Linked DNA regions of Mus musculus: all the other regions are linked to region 1. A link is a contact called in public HiChIP or PLAC-seq and promoter capture Hi-C data. All regions are on one chromosome and are shown on one strand. The core of a region is the stretch at or near the end of the contact, and the rest is flanking DNA. Distances in the headings are between cores, read along the strand shown. Region 1 holds the start of Egln3 (egl-9 family hypoxia-inducible factor 3). Region 2 holds the start of Brms1l (breast cancer metastasis-suppressor 1-like). Region 3 overlaps Akap6 (A kinase (PRKA) anchor protein 6). Region 4 overlaps Akap6 (A kinase (PRKA) anchor protein 6).

Region 1 (2,777 bases), core at 183-2,682:
CCTCCCATTGGTCTACCGGCCTGCCAATCTACCTGTAAACATTTTCAAGATAAATCATCACCACCCACTGCCCCCATTACGGGCTATGAGAACAACAAAAACAAGGTTTCTACCCAGAGGTACCTCACCACTCTCTTCATGGACCTTATCAGGTTGTTTGAGTGGATTTTGCCATGAGTTTATAGGAAAAGAAAGGCGATGGCGTGGGGCTCAGCACTTGGGCTGAGGGGTCTATGAGAATTCTGAGCCCCAGGGCTCAAAGGCTGCAGCAGAAGTGGAGGACTTAACCTTGTCATACCGAACTCTTCCCTCCCACCCTACCTAACTCTACAAGCCAACTAACACAAGGCAAAAATTAGACTTGCCTCTAGTAGAGTTAAGAGTGCCTCTGGCTACTGTGAAGGGCAGTACCGGGTGGCTTTAAAGGAGGCACTTCGGATCATGGACATGCGTGTCGCAGTGTTTCCAATATCTTTTCCCTCCACCAGCCAGTTGTCCTTGCGGTCATCACCAAAACCAGGGCAATTCTTTCAGAGTCAGCAGAAGCTCATCATCACGAGACACCTGAGCCCCTTAACGTGGACTTTTGCTTAAGGGGTTAGGCCAGGAGGTGGAGGGGACGCAAGTAGGGCAGATAGGCAAGCTGACTTCTTGGTTAAAAACCAAAGTTCGCTGCACCCCAGCGAAGGCGACACAACACTCCGAATGAAGGCTTCCCGTCCCCTGCAGCGCAGCTGCGGCTGGGCACCCGCACGCATCCTACCTTGGACCGCTCCTTGACATAGTATTTGCCCAGCCGGCTCCCGCAGTACAGGACCAGCCGGTCGATGAGGGACAGGAGGAAGTTGATGGCCTCGCAGCCCTCCTCGTTGCCCCCGATCCACGTGATCTGGTCGCCTCGCAGGTGCCGCTTGGAGACGCCGGCGCACGGCCCGGCCAGCTGGCCGTCACGCAGGGCCCCGTTGTAGTGCAGCTGCTTGACTCGCTCCAGCACGCAGTCGCCCACCACCTCGCCTAGGAAGTTGTCCAGGTAGCAGAAGCCGACCTCGTGCAGACAGGGCACGATGTACTCCAGGGCGATCTTCTCCAGATCCAGCCTCATGATGTGTCCCAGAGGCATCTCGCCCACAGAGCCGAGGCCGGGGACCCCCAGGGTGCACGCACCCAGGGCTTTCCCAGCGCGAGCGCACAGCGAAGATGCGGAGAGCCGGGCCGGGGACTCTCCCACCTGCGGTGGTCACAGTCCCCGAGCCACTTTAGCTCCAGAGGCGGGGAAAGTTGCTCGAAACTCTGAAGAGAAGGGATCCCGGCTCTGGGACCGGCGGGAGCAGTGTAGGGCTCCGCCACCCAGCGCCGGACTGGCCCAGTGAGAAGTCGGAGGGCCCTTTTTGGAGATGCAGAGCCACCGCCGCGGCGGCCGTGGCCGGGGGAGGAACGAGAGAAAGCACCGCCTTGACCCCAACGTCATGGTCCCGCCCCCGGGACTGCCCTCCTCCGGGCTCTTCCTCTTGGACTGGTGCTGCGGAGCATCTGGGTGAGCTCCACTCTAGCTAACCTGTGTGTGACCCAAGAAAGGGCTGGATTTTTTTTTTTTAATGCTCTCGATTTGCATATTGATTTGCGTTAAATCCCCTAACAAACTTGAAAACCTGGATCTCACGTCTGAGATGCACATGAACAGTTTATTGCCACTTTCTGGGCTAGTCACCTCTCTGGTGACTATATTTCTTAAACATTAAGGTTTAAGCTCTACCTAGTGTCTTTCCTTCTTTCCTCTTCTGTTTGATTCGGGTCTGGCTGTTCCAACCCCTGTGAGAGAGAGAGGTGAATTTAATTTTAACCAAAACTGACTGATTCATTAACAAACATTCCCCTTGACCTCCCCCCACCCTGTGTGCCAGGCTGGTGTGTATCCCCTGAGAAGGGAGTGGAGGACAGAGAGATAGGGAGGCGCCCCGGGAAGGGAGAGCACTGCCAAATCCTGCAAATTTTTGTATTTTGTCCTGCGGGAGATGTTCATGCACCATTTATACTCAAGCTTTTTACTAAAAGGTTCTGAAATTCTCTCTCAAAATCACTCGCACTCTCCCCAAAAGATACACTGTGTTCCAGGTCTCTCTGGCTTCTACTACATGCAACTTGCACTAGAGCCCTAGGCCCTACCCAAAAGGCTTAATTATCTACTGTAAGGTGGTCTCTATACAGATTTCTGATGCCCTTTCCTTCCAAATGAGAGAGAGAGAAACAGAGACATCTAAGACAGAGGGAAAGAGAGACAAACACAGAGAGACAGAGAGACAGAGAGTCAGTTCACATCTTTGCACATTTAGATTTTCAGTTAAGTCAAATGAAAAACTGCACCGATTTTTCAAGCATCACTAATTTTGGACATAAAGTCCTTTTTGCTTTTATTCTCTTCCCAATAGCCCCTCTGCTCACCTTCTCTGAGGGGAGAAGTGGGGGTGCAGTTCATGTGAAGGAGAGGCAGAGGAGGAGAGAGTGCTGACAGACTGGGAAGAAGGCTGTATTGTAGTCAGTGAGGGCAAACAGGGCCTTGGGGAGTGGCAGTCAACCAGAGAGGGTGTAAGCAGCTTTGAAGAAACCTAACTAGCTCCATGGAGAACAGGGACCCTGTTAATGGCCTTGCTCAGTTGGCCTCTTCCATATGTCTGTCCAGGAGAAGGTGTATTTCCTTAGGGTAAAGGCTCAACTTCAAGAAGCTGTTGTCCAAAAGCCCATAGCAGCACTGGGGTGACAGGAGCCCATGTCCTTGAAAC
Region 2 (2,777 bases), core at 125-2,624, 1.6 Mb after region 1:
ATGTTTGTATATGCTTGGCCCAGGAAGTGGCACTATTAGGAGGTGTGGCCTTGCTGCAGTAGGTGTTAGAGCAAGTGTGTCGTTGTGGGCATGGGCTTTAAGACCCTCATCCTAGCTCCCTGGGAGCCAGTCTGAATAAGATGATGTAGGACCCTCAGCTCCTCCGGATGCTGGCATGCTCCCGCCTTGATGGTAATGGACAGAACCTCTGAACCTGTAAGAAAATGAGCAAGCTGAGAAAGGAAAAATATTTAAAGGGACACCGGGAAGTAGAACAGAGCAAAATCTTTTGTTTTAGGAGATAACAGATCCCACTCAGCTAAATTTAAGTCTATGTGTGATGGAACATACCTTTAATCCCAGGAGACAGAGCCGTGCAGATCACTAAACTCAAGGTCAGCCTACTGAGCAAGTTCCAGGACAGCTAAGTTTCATTCTACTTCCTGGTGTCCCTTTAATACTTTAACCATATATTTTGTTGATAAAATGGACATAATACCGACTCCTACCTTAGGGCTATTAAACTAAAAATTGAACTCAGCAAATCCATGCAGTGAATTTACCAAGATAACCTGATAAAGAGTGAAAGTGATCGGTTATAAGTTACGATTATTATGGTAGTTATGGCATCGTCCTTGTCTGTGTAATCCTGTTTTTGAAAAAAAAAAAATGACATCTTTTTAAGTCAAATATTTATTTTTCACTGGAACCTGAAATTAAATCAATTTAATTTGGGTAGCTTCTTCCATTAAAAAAAAAAAAAAAAAGTAAGAACGCAAGATTGAAATACTAAGATAAAATTTCCTTCCCCTCTGTAGTTTTGGTTGTAAAAATTCCAAGAACAATGAAATTTTCTTTGTGAAAATTATTTCTTACACATACAATTCAATTTAATAGTTTACTAGCTGTACTAAAGGTACTACTAGTGTAGAAGAGACGATTCTGTAACCCTCCAGGCTCACAGAGTATGCAAAGACCCTTTCAGGCAAAGGATCTTTTCACATTCTTCTCACAGTTTGAGTAGCTAGGCAGATCAGATAACCACTTGGCGGGAAAAGGATAAGTACAGACCAAATCCGCACAATCTGTTTCTGTTTAGTTTATAAACTGCGTCCCAGTATGTCAGCTTTCCTGCCTTGTGGGACTTGAAGTCCGAAGTGAGAAGCGATTAAGGCAGCTGAATCTTAGAAACCCATAGCCCCTGAAGCTCTGAGGCCTAAGGACTACAATTCCCGACAGACAGCGGAAGGCCGCGCCGTAATCACCGGTAACCAATCGTTCGCTTGCAAGACAAGCCACGCCTCTAGCTCCGGGACAGCCTTGACCAATGGCAGAGCTCGCAGCGCAAGCCTGCGGGTTAGGTTGTGAGGCTGAGGCCGGGGGTGGGGAGGAGTCGAGGGTTTCGGATCCAGCTCGGTGGCCGGGTGGGTCGGGGCGTTCGGCGCGCCCTTCACCGAAGCGGCAGTGGCCGGGCTGGGAGCAGGAAGTGGGAAGCGACGGCGAGGTTGGAAAATGCCGGTCCATTCTCGAGGGGATAAGAAGGAGACGAATCATCACGATGAGATGGAGGTGGACTACGCGGAGAACGAGGGGAGCAGTTCCGAAGACGAGGACACCGAGAGCTCGTCGGTCTCGGAGGATGGGGACAGTTCAGGTGCGCTACCCAGCTGGGCGGGGATGCCGGGTCCCTTGCGCCGCGCGCGCGACAGGCCGCGGTGCTCACGCCGGGCGGTGCGTCCTGCTGCGAGCGCGGGGCGGGGAGATGGGGAAGGGGCGGGGACTGGCTCGGCGTCTGGCACCCGGAGCTGCGGGTCGCCGCGGGCTCCAGTTCTGGCTCTGGCTCCCGGTGGGCTGGGCGCCCGCAGGCTTTGAGGACCCGAGGCGATTCTGTGCACTGTGGGACCCGCCCTAGGGTCACCTGGCAGTACCCTGGGGCTACCGGCTCCGGAGTGGAATGTCCGGCTGGCTGGTCTGGAAGACTGCAAATGTCCCTTAGCTGACACCACCGACCTCTTTACTAGTAGTCTCAGCAACCTTTGTCAGCGTTTTTGTGGGGGCTGAGGATAAATTTGCCTTGGTCCTTGGCGGGCTTGCCACTCATCAACCTTAGCTTTCAGGTCAGCCTCTCACCAGTACTGTCATCAGAGGACTGACTTGGGAACTCTCAGGTTCATAATAGGTCCCAAAAGTTTTCAAGACGAAGAAGGGACCAGCCTGAGGGATCATTTGGAATCTTTGTCAGTTTTTAATCTGGAAGATGTGGGCAGTGTTGACATTCCCAGAATCTTCAAGCTTTGGTTATTTTGTAACTTTGGGCTGTTTCTAACCCCTTATAAGTCTTTTAATACTTTAATAAAATGAATGGAACTGATTTCCCGGATCTTCCTCTAACCATATGACAGACTGAGAATGGCTTTGTCTAACCCTGGTTTTGGCTGTGTAATGGGAAGCATTGATAACAGGTTAATGACTGTGGTATCACCTCACACCTTTTTTTTTTTCAGGTTTGTCTGTCAAAAAAGTATACTTGGAAGCATGTAATGCCGATAAGTCAGCCATCCAAAAGTAAATATTTATGAAGTTTTTACTCATAAATATTTATACTCATATACTCATTTATATACTCATACTCATTATACTCATAAATAAACATGAGGATAAATTTATAGTTATCTCCGTTGAAGAACAGTGTTTTGCTTACTCAGCAGGACAGTTGAACTCATGAATTCATGGTAGTTGTGACAGTGTGCACAAGACCTGGGCAGACTCAATCCAGA
Region 3 (2,777 bases), core at 166-2,665, 1.3 Mb before region 1:
TCCCCACCATCCTGCTCTTACAAGTGCTCCTCCACACCATCCTGCTCTTACACAGTGCTCCTCCCCACCATCCTGCTCTTACACAGTGCTCCTCCACACCATCCTGCTCTTACACAGTGCTCCTCCCATCATCCTGCTCTTACACAGTGCTCCTCCCATCATCCTGCTCTTACACAGTGCTCCTCCCATCATCCTGCTCTTACACAGTGCTCCTCCCATCATCCTGCTCTTACACAGTGCTCCTCCCATCATCCGGCTCTTACACAGTGCTCCTCCCATCATCCGGCTCTTACAGGCTCTTCACCTCCTCTTCTGTGATGTTCTCCAAGTGTTGGTGGTGGCAGTGGGTGTTGAGAAAGAGGTCTCATTTATGGATGAGTAGCCTTTAATGTACTTTCTCTGGCAATTATCATGGAATCCCCCAAATGAATATTATTGCATGAATTTTACAGGTGAAGGAACTGATTTCAAAGGCAGGAAACAACTCCTGTAGTAACTGCTGGAACCAAAGTCAGTTCTGAGTGGCTCTACCACTGTTCCCTAATGTCTACCCTGGCTCACGGTTAATGTGTCTCTCTTTTAATATACCATCTTCTGTTATCCTTACATAATCTTTATTTATTTTCAACTTTCAATTTCTGGGAAGAAAAACCTATCAGTCAAGTCAGCCAGCTGGTCTTCCGTGATGTCATGTGGACCAGTGAGACCCTGTTTGTGTACTGAGTCCATCACCTTCCAGCTCCAGGTTTGGGTACTGAGTCCATCACCTTCCAGCTCCAGGTTTGGGTACTGAGTCCATCACCTTCCAGCTCCAGGTTTGGGTACTGAGTCCATCACCTTCCAGCTCCAGGTTTGGGTACTGAGTTCATCACTTTCCAGCTCCAGGTTTGGGTACTGAGTCCATCGCCTTTCAGCTTCAGGGCACGGACAAGACACTTGCTCTTCTCATCTGCATACCGAGAGTGACAAGAGTCCCCACCTCCTGTGATCATTACAGGTCCTAAGTGTTTTATTTTACACAACAGATCCTAGCTGTAGTGAGGGTGCTTATTACTTCAGCTAGAATTATCCGGATGAATTCGCTGGGCCTTTAACTGTGGAATACGGAGAAAGTAGCAATTAGGTTTTAACGACTTAAAATACCAATAGAAGTTGGCCATTTTTTTTTTCTCCATAAAGTTGTTGTTCACGGTTCCGGGGTTCATCTGCATGGCCCTGCTTGTTGGCAGCTTATTTGATCTAGTCTGGCCCAGAATTCACATCTGGGGTCTCTAACAGGAGACAGAATCCTTTTGAGGTGAAGACACACAGATACACAAGGTTCACATCCAGATGCCAGACACCACAGGGCAACTGACCATCCAGGACGTGGCTAACGCTGCCTGCTGACCACTTCCTCTGTCAGTCAACGGAGTCATTCAGCCTGTTACGGCAATGGTCGTGAATGGTCACATTTAACTTCCTTCAAGTCTGCCTTCCGTACGTTAGGAGGGAACTCTTTAGTGATCTTTCTTGCAGAGCTCCTCTCAAAAGACGGGGCAGAAAGAGATCAGTGCGAAGGGAGAGGAGCTGAGGAGCTGAGGAGTCCAGGAACCGAGGAGCCAGGCTCCCACCTCAGCCTTTGTGCGCTGGGGTTGGGGGAGGTGCGTTCTCCACACAGTGCAGGGCAGCACCAGGCAGGAGGAACCTGACTTCTATAGTTATCCAGAACACTAGAGAAACACACTCATGTACCTAGTACCAACCATAGGAAGGAACAAATTAATGTACAGATAAGAGTGCTGTGTATAACAGAATACGTCCTTCATTCTTTCTTAGGAGCTGTTTTTCTTACAAAATCATTTGAATCCAATATATCAGAGTTTAGACATGCTTTGCATTCTGCCATCTTTTTAAATATCGATATTTACCTTTCTGTGCCCATTCATGTCTACCAGTTGCTTCATACACAGCAGGATCTTACTAAATATTTCAATGAATGAATGAATGATCAGTTTTTGTCATATTATAGTTTGATCCCTATTTCAAAATAGTTGCATTTTCTAGATTTACCCTATTTTTCTGCCTGTTGTCATCCACACCGGCCTGCTTTCCTTTATTCACACCACAAAGATGTCAGTGGGCCCTCTGAAAGCAAGCATCAGCTGTGTGTGGGTCTAAGTGTGAATGCACCTGTGTGCACCACTTTCTTGGTCTTTCTGAGAGAGAGAGGACATGTCCCGTGACTCACAGGAAGTGCCCTTGGTAGTACACGGAGGTGCTGGAACACTGGACAAAGCCAGGAGATCAATACATCAAGAGCTGACTGAACGCCAGGGAAACTGATTTCCATTCAACCGTTTGCATCCGCACTCTTAAGGCCACACACAGCAACAGTGCCCCCACTGGGGTGTAGAGAGCCAAGATTTCCCTAAGAGAAAGTACAACCTGGTTTTTGTTACAAACAGGAACAGCGAGACTTCTCATGTTTCTGTCTCGATGGATGAAACTTGGCATCGGCAAAAGAGGAGGCAGGAGATCACCCGGCAAAGAAAACCGGTGAGGGTGGGCTGCAGTTGAGAAGACATTTGCAGAGAAAGGTCCTTGTTGTCTCTGATGTCCACCCTGTTGTGTTGACTGCCTGAGCTGTACAGACACTCGTTCAAGGAAGGTTTCCCAGGGCCCTCGGTTTACTAATTGCATCTCAGAAATCTCAGCTAACCCTGCACTCGTGGTTCTGCTAGGAAATCTGACATGCATGACTTAAAACTTTTTGACTAACAACATCTATGACCCTG
Region 4 (2,777 bases), core at 94-2,593, 1.3 Mb before region 1:
CTGATGTGTCTGTGGAGGACGAGGAGGGGACGGGGAGCCCCAAGGTAAGTGGCTTGAAGTTTGCCTTATTCCCTCTTATTCCTGTCTTCTTTTGAACTAGGCACCACTGAAGTTTTCTTTCCACCCCTAAGGCTCTTCTTTTCTAGTGGGTAAACTTTGTAACTCCTCTGTCTCTGTCTCTCTCCTCCCATATATATATATATATATATATATATATATATATATATATATGTATGTATATATATCTTGGCTGAAAACAAAACAAAAGGCGACAACTTTCAAGTTTTCCAGGAAGAGGTCTCTTTGTACAAAGTAGCAGAGCAGAAGGGGGACAGGATTCTCAGGGGGTGGGAGGAAGAGGGGGGGCGCATAAAACATTTAGTAAACAAAACATAAAGCATCTTTAACATGAATAATCAGAATGGTTTTAAATTGTTTTGTTGCAACTATAAATCACTATAATCAGTGCAATCACTCAGCTCTGACATCCATTAGCCGCTTGGTTACAGCAAATTAACAAAGAAGAGAGAAAGTGATTCATTATCTCATTCCTGTTAATGACTATCAGATGCATTGCCTAATTAGGGGATGGTCATTGTAGTGGGAAGAAGGTCATGTGCTTTGCTACAAATCTTTTTGCTCAGAGTGTAACTTCTCCATAATGGCGCCTGCACCGAATACAGCAAAGTATTTTTTAAAAACGAGTATTGGCATGTTTTGATTATCCATTTTGGATTTACAAAATAGCCTGTGGAACATATGCCGCTGAACATTAAATGAGGCGCCTTTTAAGTCGGAACACTACGGTCGTAAAGGTATTCTTTGGATTTACAATGTCGAAAACAATTTTATTAATCTGACATTTTCTTAACAGTTTCTCAATTTGTGAAAGGGACTCCAGAAATTAGTTGCCTGGTAGACTCAGGATCTGAACATATTGTAGCACGGGGGAGACAGATTGAAAAGTTCATAGTTTCTATTCCTGGAACGGACAGAGCGAGTAACACTCCCCAACCGCATTTCTTCAGCACGCGTGTGCACGAGCATTGCGCTCTGAGTGAGCTAGCACCCACTGTGCCCTCTGAGACTCAGACTTTTAATACAGGCAGAGCAGAAACCCAAGCCAGCCTCACAACATTGAGACCGTGCAGCCTGTGAAAAGCCCAGGGGATTCCCTTTATCTGTTGGCACCAGAATTGAACGGCAAGATCAGCCCAACTGGAACCTAGGTCGAAGAGGTCACGTTTCAGGAAACACCTGAAGAAAGAGAGAGAGGTGCGTGGCACATGAGCACATATTTTAGGAAGTGACCTGATGGGAGGTTCAAAGCTGCAGCTAGCACCAGGGACCTGACTGTAGTCAGCAGACATCTGCTTGCAGAGGAAGCAGTTGATTGGCAACGGCTTCACTGTGGAAGTGGAGCCGAAATGACAAGAAAGCACAGAACTAAAAGCTGGGTTGTGTTTTATTTATTTAACAGAAAGAGGGGCTGAGAGGTAGACTCATGGTAGAGTACTTGCCTAGCATACATGAGGACATAAGCAAGATTGCCAACACCACAAAACCAAACCAAAAGCTCTGTCATGTCCAATTCCCATTCACTGGCTGCCCTGTATTCAGCCATCACAGCAAACACTAAACACAGTCAAGAGACCCCAGAGAGGTTAACCAGTTTGCCTAAGGGCAGACAGCCACTAAATCTCAGAGCTAGGGCTCCAGGCTGCACTTCCAGGCTTAGATCCCCTGTTCTCCCTCTCCACTGTCTGCTCCCTGCTGCCTGGGCTCAGTGTGCATGTAGAGCTGTTAGAGAGGTGGGGCTTGTGGGGATGGAGGGTTAGGATGCTTTTGAGACTGTACTATTAAAACGATGAAGGGAAACAGGTCGCAGGACAGAAGAGACTCAGAAAAGTTGAGGGAGGGTTGCCATGAGGGAGTGACATGCCACAGAGTAGTGGTCTGAGAAGGGTAAGCATCGAGGAGGAAGCTGTTGACTTGTGTGTGTGTGTGTGTCTGTGTGTGTGTGTGTGTGTGTGTGTGTGTGTGTGTGTGTGTCTGTGTGTGTGTCTGTGTGTGTGTCTGTGTGTGTGTCTGTGTGTGTCTGTGTGTGTGTGTGTCTGTGACTAAGTGGGAAATAACCCTGGATTTCTGTGTAGATACATTCTCCACTGTCTATAAGTCACGAGGCAGGGGTGGATGACTTACATGAGGAAGGGAGGACATGATATACCACAGGGATCTCCAGAGACGTGCACCTCAGACTGATGGGAGAGCTGTGGTGTGGTGTGGTGTGGTAAAGCTGGTCAACAGGACTGGGTTTCAGTCAGCTTGTTTCCTGAGCCAGAGCAAAAGAGACAACATCTGCCTTCTCAGAAAACCTCCTCTGAGCACAGGTCGCTCCTCACGTTCTAACAGGAACTCCTGTAAGAGGCGTACTGCCCCCCCCACACACAGAATCAATGAATGGGAAGATGTCTGAGACATTGACACTTAAATAGCAGACAGTACCAGCTAAAGTGTTTCAACAAGGATTGTATGATTAAACTGAGCTACATTTTATTCTGGCAAAATGTTCCATGGCCATTAGAGAGCAGTGTTTTAGAGGGCTTTGTAAAAAGTAGATGATACCTCTATTTAGCTATGTATTTCAAAATAACTTTGACTTTTCTAAGTCTCTACCTTGACCAAGAACTACTCTAAGAAGGGAAAAAAGAGTAAGTATAAAGTGTAAGAGTTAAAAATTATTTAAAAGGTCAAATGAGGGACACGGTGCACTGGGA

Evidence for each region. Promoter capture Hi-C pulls out the DNA fragments that hold promoters and counts their contacts. HiChIP or PLAC-seq counts read pairs in DNA pulled down with a chosen protein or histone mark. Capture Hi-C pulls out chosen DNA fragments and counts their contacts.
Region 2: a promoter capture Hi-C map of liver shows a contact between it and region 1, with 2.2 times the contacts expected there. The contact joins the promoter of Brms1l here to the promoter of Egln3 in region 1. A contact is called at or near these places in 2 of 39 promoter capture datasets (neutrophils and pre-B cells) and 1 of 9 other capture datasets (liver).
Region 3: a contact with region 1 is called in an H3K27ac HiChIP or PLAC-seq map of acute myeloid leukemia, with 8 times the contacts expected there. The contact joins the enhancer-like site here to the promoter of Egln3 in region 1. A contact is called at or near these places in 15 of 39 promoter capture datasets (the 3T3-L1 cell line, 3T3-L1-derived adipocytes, the HPC-7 cell line and 9 more), 1 of 15 datasets of contacts at CTCF or cohesin (large pre-B cells), 7 of 484 Hi-C or Micro-C datasets (the 3T3-L1 cell line, the HPC-7 cell line, brown adipocytes and 4 more), 9 of 115 datasets of contacts at active chromatin or transcription factors (acute myeloid leukemia, bone marrow-derived macrophages, embryonic forebrain and 4 more) and 1 of 9 other capture datasets (adipose tissue).
Region 4: a contact with region 1 is called in a promoter capture Hi-C map of pre-B cells, with 3 times the contacts expected there. The contact joins the enhancer-like site here to the promoter of Egln3 in region 1. A contact is called at or near these places in 6 of 39 promoter capture datasets (the C10 cell line, cranial neural crest, liver and 3 more) and 1 of 115 datasets of contacts at active chromatin or transcription factors (astrocytes).

The regions. Positions count from the first base shown.
Region 1 is chr12:54,202,442-54,205,218 of GRCm38.p6, forward strand. It overlaps Egln3 (egl-9 family hypoxia-inducible factor 3), which reads right to left and starts at 1,433. Exons shown (of 5, transcript NM_028133.2): 1 at 764-1,433. The coding sequence starts at 1,120.
Region 2 is chr12:55,834,992-55,837,768 of GRCm38.p6, forward strand. It overlaps Brms1l (breast cancer metastasis-suppressor 1-like), which reads left to right and starts at 1,375. Exons shown (of 10, transcript NM_001037756.3): 1 at 1,375-1,654. The coding sequence starts at 1,513.
Region 3 is chr12:52,907,241-52,910,017 of GRCm38.p6, forward strand. All of the region lies in intron 4 of Akap6 (A kinase (PRKA) anchor protein 6), which reads left to right. Among named protein-coding and RNA genes, the nearest start is that of Gm51971, 110 kb to the left of the region's middle. Within about 2 kb of position 1,416, at least 20 of the 459 cell types and tissues checked have an H3K27ac peak or open chromatin away from gene starts, as enhancers often do. A contact at or near this core is called in acute myeloid leukemia and bone marrow-derived macrophages, where this site is marked.
Region 4 is chr12:52,938,463-52,941,239 of GRCm38.p6, forward strand. Akap6 (A kinase (PRKA) anchor protein 6) reads left to right here. Exons shown (of 14, transcript NM_198111.2): 7 at 1-44. Among named protein-coding and RNA genes, the nearest start is that of Gm51971, 140 kb to the left of the region's middle. Within about 2 kb of position 1,344, at least 46 of the 459 cell types and tissues checked have an H3K27ac peak or open chromatin away from gene starts, as enhancers often do. A contact at or near this core is called in pre-B cells, where this site is marked.